Linked DNA regions of Mus musculus: all the other regions are linked to region 3. The links are chromatin contacts, called in public promoter capture Hi-C maps. All regions are on one chromosome and are shown on one strand. The core of a region is the stretch at or near the end of the contact, and the rest is flanking DNA. Distances in the headings are between cores, read along the strand shown.

What was found. Promoter capture Hi-C pulls out the DNA fragments that hold promoters and counts their contacts.
Region 1: a contact with region 3 is called in a promoter capture Hi-C map of the 3T3-L1 cell line, with 2.8 times the contacts expected there. The contact joins the enhancer-like site here to the promoter of Atp11a in region 3. A contact is called at or near these places in 5 of 39 promoter capture datasets (the 3T3-L1 cell line, embryonic stem cells, hippocampal neurons and 2 more) and 1 of 115 datasets of contacts at active chromatin or transcription factors (stem cell-derived neural progenitor cells).
Region 2: a promoter capture Hi-C map of liver shows a contact between it and region 3, with 6 times the contacts expected there. The contact joins the enhancer-like site here to the promoter of Atp11a in region 3. A contact is called at or near these places in 6 of 39 promoter capture datasets (the C10 cell line, cranial neural crest, hippocampal neurons and 2 more) and 1 of 115 datasets of contacts at active chromatin or transcription factors (embryonic stem cells).

The regions. Positions count from the first base shown.
Region 1 is chr8:11,800,024-11,803,029 of GRCm38.p6, forward strand. It overlaps Arhgef7 (Rho guanine nucleotide exchange factor (GEF7)), which reads left to right. Exons shown (of 22, transcript NM_001372321.1): 7 at 437-531; 8 at 750-845. Among named protein-coding and RNA genes, the nearest start is that of Tex29, 39 kb to the right of the region's middle. Within about 2 kb of position 1,743, at least 44 of the 459 cell types and tissues checked have an H3K27ac peak or open chromatin away from gene starts, as enhancers often do. A contact at or near this core is called in stem cell-derived neural progenitor cells, where this site is marked.
Region 2 is chr8:11,921,824-11,924,785 of GRCm38.p6, forward strand. No RefSeq gene overlaps it. Among named protein-coding and RNA genes, the nearest start is that of Tex29, 83 kb to the left of the region's middle. Within about 2 kb of position 1,473, at least 7 of the 459 cell types and tissues checked have an H3K27ac peak or open chromatin away from gene starts, as enhancers often do.
Region 3 is chr8:12,755,746-12,758,445 of GRCm38.p6, forward strand. Atp11a (ATPase, class VI, type 11A) reads left to right here and starts at 1,271. Exons shown (of 30, transcript NM_001293667.1): 1 at 1,271-1,607. The coding sequence starts at 1,569. It overlaps Gm33587 (a long non-coding RNA gene), which reads right to left and starts at 1,151. Exons shown (of 3, transcript XR_378725.3): 1 at 942-1,151.

The DNA of each region.
Region 1 (3,006 bases), core at 493-2,992, 960 kb before region 3:
CCCTCCTCTCCTGGTCATTGTAGGTTAGTTTTCTGCTCCTAGACTAGCTGGATGAGTTGTGTGTGTGGTACTTGCTGGTGGCTTGTTCTGCACCATACAGCATTTTAAGAGTCACATCTGCCCATAGATGCTTTTGAGAGTGTCTACAGTCTGTCCTTTGTAATTTAAGTAGACCTGGCCTGGCTTGTCCAAGGATGGACTTTGGCACTTTGACAAAATCTAGGTATGCCTGTTGTCAGTAAGACAAAGTCAGACCTCTGGCCTTCATAATTCATCAACTAGGGTTAGCAGTTAATAACCACAAAAGAATAATGCCAGTAAGTGTGTTAGTATTGCATGTCAGCAACAAAGAGACTGGCTCAATGGGTTGGACTTGCTGGAGCTCATAACCTGTCAGATGCCTCTTGCCATGTGAGTGACGGCCATGTCTCACCAGGTGCTACAGAACATCCTGGAAACAGAGCATGAGTATTCCAAGGAGCTGCAGTCTGTGCTGTCCACCTACCTGCGGCCACTGCAGACCAGTGACAAGTAAGTTGGCCAGAACATGCGTGCGTTGACTGCCTGCTGGCTGGTCCCCCTGTCTGTGTTTGCAGAGGAGGGAGGAGGGTGAGGTGGTGGGTGGAGGTCAGAGTGCCCGCTTGCTGCGGGCACAGCATCGTGTTCATCAGACTAGGGCCCTTAATAACACTTTGTGGGAGGAAGTCAGACCACTGACAGTCTTCTACTTTGGTTTTTCTTGGCCTTAGGTTGAGTTCAGCAAACACTTCATATTTAATGGGAAATCTAGAGGAAATATCTTCCTTCCAGCAAGTGCTTGTACAGTCCCTAGAAGAATGCACGAAGTAAGTAAACCAGCTGAAGCGCTTACAGATGCAAGTGCGTTTAGTTGCTATCAAAAGCACCAAGTCCAGCCGGGCGTGGTGCCGCACGCCTATAATCCCAGCACTCGGGAGGCAGGGGCAGGTGGATTTCTGAGTTCGAGGCCAGCCTGGTCTACAAAGTGAGTTCCAGGACAGCCAGGGCTATACAGAGAAACCCTGTCTCGAAAAACCAAAAAAAAAAAAAAAAAAAAAAAGGCATGAAGTTTAACATAATTTTAGAATTAACAGTTCTGAAGATATAAAAAAGCTAGTTTTTTTTTTTTTTTTTTTTCTTTAAGTAGTTTTGTAGTAGAAGCTGTGAATTAGGCTGGCTGGGTTTTATGACATGGTTTTTAGCCTGGGAAAGACTTCAGGAGAGTGAGAGTTTAAGCTGATGAAGGAGGGCACAGCAGGCTTAACTGTTTACATGCCGTGTGCTGTGGAGGGTAGTTTTTTTCCAGTGTTTTCTTCTAGTTTTGTGTTACTCTGGCCTGCAAATAACCATGTCTGGGTAGCATGGCTTGGGCTTGTAGAAGTAAGCACAGGGTTACTTTTCATATATGCTCTTTATTTACTGAGTTCCTAACATGTGCCAGGCAGTAATCTCAATGTTTATTCATTAACTCCTTTAAATGGCCTATGGAGGGAGGTGGGGGTTAAGATACAAAGAGTAGTGGACTAGAATGTGGCCGGGCTCACTCCCGCAGTGGGAAGTACCCATCGGTTCTGAGATGACCCCCACGCCCCCACCCTGCTCCCCCAGATTCTCCAGAGCTGCTTCTCCCTTGCTTTTGGTGGTTGAGTGTTCTCAGAATGTGTTTGGCCGTCAGCTTTCCTCTCACATACTGTTTCAGTTGACAGGATTCCTTTCTTACGATTCACTGCATTCCTGCTAGATGGCATAAAGAGTTTTCCCCATTCAATACCAGCGACACTGCTGTGGGAATGTTAACCGTGGCTTATTAATTTCCTTCTATAATAAAATGAATTCTGGGGCCAGAGAGATGGCTAGGTGGGTAGAGCTGCTTGTCTCCAAGTCAGAGGACTTGACTTCTGTCCCCAGGACCTTCCTATATAAGAGATCTCTGAACAAGAGACTTCTGATCTCTCCACAGGGGCTGTGGTGTGTGCACAGACATGTATGTGTACACAAGTGTAAAAACATTTTTTTAATAAATTTGGGCTGGCAAGATGACTCAGCGGGTAAGAGCACTAACTGCTCTTCCAGAGGTCCTGAGTTCAAATCCCAGCAACCACATGGTGGCTCACAACCATCTGTAATGAGATCTGACGCCCTCTTCTGGTGTGTGAGGTCAGCTACAGTGTACTTATGTATAATAATAAATAAATCTTAAAAAAATAAACTCTGAGAATCTTCATTGTGTCTTAAAAGGTTTCAAATAAGGTGTACAGAAGTTTAGAATTTTCTTGTATTTTATTATGAAAAACAAATTAACATTCTGTTAAAATAGATAATAGATCCTCACTTTGGGGACAATGGGGATGTTATTGAACTAAAATACTCAGTGTGGTAATAGTAAAAGTGTCTCGCAATAGTAAAAGCTACCCCAACACACCAGCTCTTGTTCCTTGCAGAGTACAGGCTGCTGCTGCTGCTTACCTGCATTTTGAGACAGGGGCCTGGAGTTAATAAGAGGACCTGGGTTCTATTCCCAGTACCCACATGGCAGCTCACAGGCACCTGCAACCCCAGTTCCAGGGGATCCAACTCCTAATTTTTGGCCTCCACAAGCAGCCATGAGTTACACAGGCATATATGCCAGCAGAACACCCATACATAAAAAATTATAAAAAGAAAAAACAGAGACAAGATCTTGATAAGGCTCCAGGCTTGAGCTGAGTCTCTCAGTAGTCCAGGCTGCCTCTACTCCTGCTCCTCCTGCCAGTGTCCTTTGTGAGTGGGATCATAGTGTAACCTGCAGCAGCAGGTTTCAGAGAAGTCAGGATGCTGCTGAGATTTGGGGCAAGGCCCCAAGCCCAGCTTTGAGGTGCTTTTGTCTTGAGGCAGCGTCAAGTTTGCTGTCGGCTGGGCCTGGAGTGTGGCCTAAGGCAGAGAGACAGTAGACACAGTCCTGGAAGAGACACAGTGGGGTCTGGGGTTGGAGTTTCAGAGCCACCCTCC
Region 2 (2,962 bases), core at 223-2,722, 830 kb before region 3:
GAGGTGCAGTGCTGGCGAGCGTCTGGGAGGTCCTAGGCTCTATCCCAGCACGAGAGGGAGAATATCACTGAGGATTCTCTCTGTCGCTGGTCTTTTTCTCTCTCAACATGATTATTTTTTCACATTTCAAGAAGAATCGTTTAAACGTGTCTTTGCTTTTGCATGAGAAAAATAAGAAAAGCCCCAAACTCATTCCAGTCCACAAGCAGATATTCGGTTTGGATTAGCCTTGGCTAGGACTTTTTAAACTGTCGGCTTCTCTTTGCCTGAAGTTATAGGGACACACAGACAATGACAAGTGCTACTGAGAGGAGAGGGGCAAACTGCCTCTGCCTGTGCGCCCACACTGTCCCTGGTTGGGAGTGACATTCATGCTCTCCCTTGGTCTGGAGAGGCTGAGTGTCTTTCTCCACCTGTTTCCCCTTTACCTTTATTTTTTGAGATAGCATCAAACCCAGGCTGGCCTCAAATTCTCATTCCCCTGCCTCCTGAGTTCTAGGATTGAGGGAGTGTCACCATGCTTGGTCTGCAGCACCATCCTGTCACTGGTGTGTGGTGTGCTTATTGAGGGTACACATATTGTGTGAAAGCTTGCCTTTATCCTCGCCCTGTGAGTAACTTTACTTATGCTGCACTGGAAGGTCACAGGCTCCTCAGATGGCAGATCTTATCATTTGGAGCAGGATTGAATGCTACCATAGCAGGCCACCTGTCTGACCTTCTGGGGCTTGTAGCCAGTTCCTGTGGACATAATAGGCTGTGTGTGGTAACAGTGGTCTGTCTGGCCTTGGTTGGATATGTTCTGTCACTTCATGGGCCCTCCAGGGTAAAAGGACAAAGCCATTCGTGGTCCATAACTGCATCTAAACATTTGTCCTCCCACACACAGGTAAAGGTAGTCTTCACTTCTCACTAAGAATGTTACTCTTCGCACCAGACAGAGACCATTATAGAAAATCACAGCTGGCATTTCCAAGACTGAGGCGTGAAGGACTGTTCTACCTCCCTGGCTAACCCCTTCTTCACAGGAGTTCTGTCTGTCTGTGGATCATCAAGGCTACACATGTGGGGCCTCTCTCAGCCTGTCCCCCACTGGTGCATGTGGACCCAGCAGGGACCTACTTATCCCAGAAAGGATGTAGAGCAGGGGTCCCCAAGGCACTTGGTGGGAGACAGTTATCTGGAAGGTCTCCGGGGATGATGGATTCATGCTGACAGCCCTAGACAACAGCACATCTGGTAAACCTAAGGTAGCCAGCTCGGGTGCTATGCACCACTGGCCACAGCTGACAGAACAAGGCTGGCTCCTTTGTATGTTCCAACCCTGCCTCTAGCTCCCACTTCCCTCTTCCTGAGAGTCTCAGTCATGGAAAGTGAGCATGCATGTGCTAAGTCAAACACTCCTTCAGGGAGCTCAGGGCTTCCTACAGCTGCTCACAGCAGCTTTCAGTAAACACAGCGACAGAGCAGGTGGGAAGAGCAGGTGCCAGCCAGAAGATGGCAGCACCCTCAGAGGGCGCAGCTTCTCCCCTTGGCACTCCCAGCTCTATCTCCCCAGAGAATCTTTGCCCTAGCTTGTTTGACAGCTAAAGTGATAGATAGAGAGGAAGCAAATGGAAGGTGGTAAGTTCACAGCAAACAACGCGTGCAGAAGCATCGCCCCGAGCAGCTCTATCACCTTCTTTATTGCGGGGAACAGCATCATTTGGACACGTTCCTCCTGGAAGCCCATGCTCTGCTGAAGGCACCAGAAGATGGCGTGTGTGTGTGTGTGTGTGTGTGTGTGTGTGTGTGTGTGTGTGTGTGTGCACATCACAGGGACAATTGTAGTAAGAGCAAAGGAATGAGCCAGAAAAGCTAGTAGAGATTTTAGCATCTGGCCAGTTTTAGGGAAGGAGAAACTGTACATGCCATACCATTGATGGGCGTAGGTGGCATCAATGAACTGTGCTGGTGCCAATGGCCCCATTCCCTACCATTGCACGCTGACAAACAGGAGTAGAGAGAGCTTCCAGGCTCATGCCACCCCACACATGGGCTCACCCAAGAGCCTCAACTCTGTGTGTCTGAAATGTCGAGGAAGGTGATCTGGCAGCGGAGTCTAGATGTCTCCCTCTTCCTAGGGTGCTCTAGCTGGACCCCTAGAGAGTCAGGTCCCAGGGCTTGCAGTCAGGCAGCAGGGGAGGTGTAGTTTTTTGTTTTTGTTTTTGTTTTTGTTTTTGCAGTGAGTATCTCTTCCGTGGTCCAGGAACGGGGCTTCAGAGGCCATGTAGGTAATATGGAGACTCACGTGATCTTTGAGCAGGGAGACGGAAGGGGCCCAGGTCATCTGCTGTGTTTCTTCACTCAGCCTCTTGGTGTCTTGGCAGGGAGGTTCGTGCCATGTTCTCGTCCTCTTAAAAACCTGATGGGAACACGTGCTCTGAATACTTCTGCATAAGGACCCCCAGCCCGTGGTTCTCAGTGTTTGTAACTCCTACATGAGTAGATTTTCAGAGTGTGGGAGGAGCTTCCTTTTCCTGTGATCCAGCTGAGATCGAACTAGAGCGCCCCCTGCTGTCTTGATTCAGTCTCTACATGGTTAACACTGTGATCTGTTTGGCACCATCTTGCTATCAAGACCTTGCTTGAGCCTGAATAACTCTGGCACGCTGACACGCTCGTGTTTTGAATCCCCTGTTCCCCGCTTGTGGTGCTGCTGTGAATCTTAGGAGAAACCTAGCAGATGGAAGGCGGACCTTTGAAAGTTGTGGATGCTGGCCGTCTGCTCTCTGCCTCTGTCCATCGTTTTGTGAGATTTCCCCCCCCCACACACCCCGATGCTCCCACCTCTGTGACTGACTGCAATCTCCCTGAGACCGTGAGCCAAAATACAGCTTCTTATTCAAGCAGTTTCTATCCAGTGTCTTGGACATAGTGACATAAAAGGAGCTAACACACATTTCCCATATTTTTTGTGGGG
Region 3 (2,700 bases), core at 21-2,520:
AAGGATAGATAGGAAGGCTTTATCCTGAGGCACATCTGTGCCAGGAATACCCACTGCAATTGTAATTGGCCAATAGCCTACAATTTGGCCCAGCAGTCATGGTAGGAAAGAGATAGAGCATCAGAGACACATGAACAGCCCAGTCAGGCCCACTGAGGCCAGCAGCTAGTCCCTAGACATAGAGGCCTGCTGTCCTCAAGAGTCCACACCACAGCTAGGAGTACCAATGAGCGCTGACTGCCAACTCCACCAGGCTCACAGCAAGTCCAGGAAGCCCGGAGAGAAAACCCTTTGCCCTGAGGCTGGCTGGGTGTCTGTAGCTGGTGCTCCGTGGTGAGCACTGGTGTAGAACTTAGGTAGAAAACAGGGTAGAAGGCGGTGGTGGCTCAGGAGATCAGTTTAGTCACTGGCACCATTGCCACCAGTGTCTAATCCAAACCATAGCAAAGTCAGATCTCCTCCACACCCTGTCAGAACGCTCTCAAATACATTCCTAATCCTCAGGTCTGGTGCTCCTGATCGGCCACTGCAGATCCCTCGTCTCTGGTTCTACCGTTATCAGAAGCAAAAGCAAGGGATGTGGAACCAGTAAACATTAGCTAGATTACGGCTGGGCTGGAGGTAAGGAAGGTTGTTCAGCCATGTGCCACTTCACACCTAGGCAGCAAAGAACCACCTTCCCTGGGTGCTAGCCATGGTGATACAGTTGTAAGGTAGAAGCAGGAAGCATTTGACAGGGGGCTGGACCACAAGGTAAAACCCAGGACTGTGGAGGGTCTTCCCTGAGGCCTGGTTTCTGGAAGGCAGGACAGAGACTGGGCCCCAGGAGTAGGTAGAGGTAGAGAGTAGTGAGTCATGAGAGCTGGATCAGGACGTGTTTGGTTTGGTCTCCAAGGGAGTCAGTCCCAAAAGGGGTGGTAATGTTCGCTCCCTGTAGCCACCTGAGGATCCTGTGTCTTCTGTCCACGCCACGGCAGGAGGTGTGACCCCCCCCCCCCCCCCGCAGGCCTAGGGACCCAGGCCCATGGCACTCGCCATGGAGTCCTGGGCTCACAGCCAGGCTTCCGTTTTAGAAGAGGAGTGAACGGGGCGGGGGTGGAGAAGGGGTGGATCAGCACCCGACGAGCCACGCGGGGGCGATGACAGCCCCCCCCGCCCCCCCTCCCCCAGTCCCGCAGGGAGGCGGAAGCAACAGGGCGGCGGCGACGCGCTAGGGAGTCGCGGCGCGCGCGGGGCCGGGGCGGGGGCTGCGGCGCGCGCATGCTCACACGCGCCCGTGACGCGCGGGGCGCAGCGGGGCAGAGCCGGCTCCAGAGGCGCGGCGGCCGCGGGAGGAGCAGGCGCGGAGCATCGAGCGCAGGCCGCGTCGGCCCGACGGGAGTAGCGCCGGGCGCAGGCCGCCTCCTCCGAGCCGCCTGCGCGCGGGCCGAGACCCTTGGCCGCCGCCGGCGGGGCATGAGCGCGGAGGGGCCGCGGCCGCCCCCCGCGCCGCCCAGGCCGTGACCGGGCGGGGGGCGGCTGCGCTAGCGCCCGCAGCCCAGGGGCTCGCGGAGCCGGGAGCGATAACCATGGACTGCAGTCTATTGAGGACGCTCGTGCGCAGATACGTGAGTGGCTCTCTGTGATGGGTCCGGGGTCCGGGGTCCGGGTCTGGGTCAGGGTTCAGGCCCGGAACGTCCCGCCGTCGGGTCCCCGCCGCGCTCCACCTGCGCTCGGCCAGGCCCACCCGGAAGGCAGTTGCAGCCGGGTCGATCCCGGGGTCGAGGGACATCCATCCTTATGGGGGTTGCGCTCAGCCCCAGCGGGGCGGGCCGACGCGGGGACCGGGACCGGCTGGGACATATGTACGGGGCTGCGGGGAAGCGGGGAGCCTCCACAGGGGAGTCAGAAGTGAAGTTTGCCATCTCTGAAAGTAGTCAGCCAGGTCCGAGTGCGTAGTTCCCGGCTCCCTTGGATGCTGCTGCGCGGTTAGTGACGGAGTGCCTCACCAGGGGAGACCAGGGAGGTAGGTGGCATCCATCAGCCGGGATGGAGCAAAGTGGGTGTGTGTACAGAAAAGAGAGAATCTGCCCCGGGACAGCTTGTCTTCCCTAAGCTGGACACAAGGACCTATTGTACGGCAGCTGGCGCGGGGTGGTCACAGGTTTGAGGAGCGCGTGCCTTGCCCAGTGCGGGCTGGGTACGGAGGGGACCAGAGCCGGCTCTCTCTAGCTTCTCTGAGTGACACTTGTCCTTGGATGTGGGTTTTTCTGAAGGGGAATTTACCCGGGTTTTTCTTCTTGCTTTTCTGGTTAATTTCCATCCAATTTTGGCCTTCCAGTAAGCAAAGAATGAGACTAGGAAACTGCAGCCCTCCCCACCCCACCCCACCCCACCCCACCCCCGTGGGAAGCGAAAGGAGGAGGGGTGGTCTTCTTGGTCCCTGTAGACAGTCACCTGCCAGCTTCCCAGGGCCACAGGACGAATTTTCCGTCCCTGGTGCTGTCTTTTACTTCCACAGTGCCCTTAGGCAAGCCTTCAGCTATTTTATATTTCCTTATCTAGGTAAAATTTCAAGTTAGTTTCTTTTTGCTGTGCTATTCTACTTTCGAAGTGGTATTTTCTCTCAAATCTAGGCTGCAGATATTCCTTAACGAACTTTGCCACTCTTAATTATTTGATAATGCATCTGGAATGTAAGTTATGGAATGTTATTCCTTC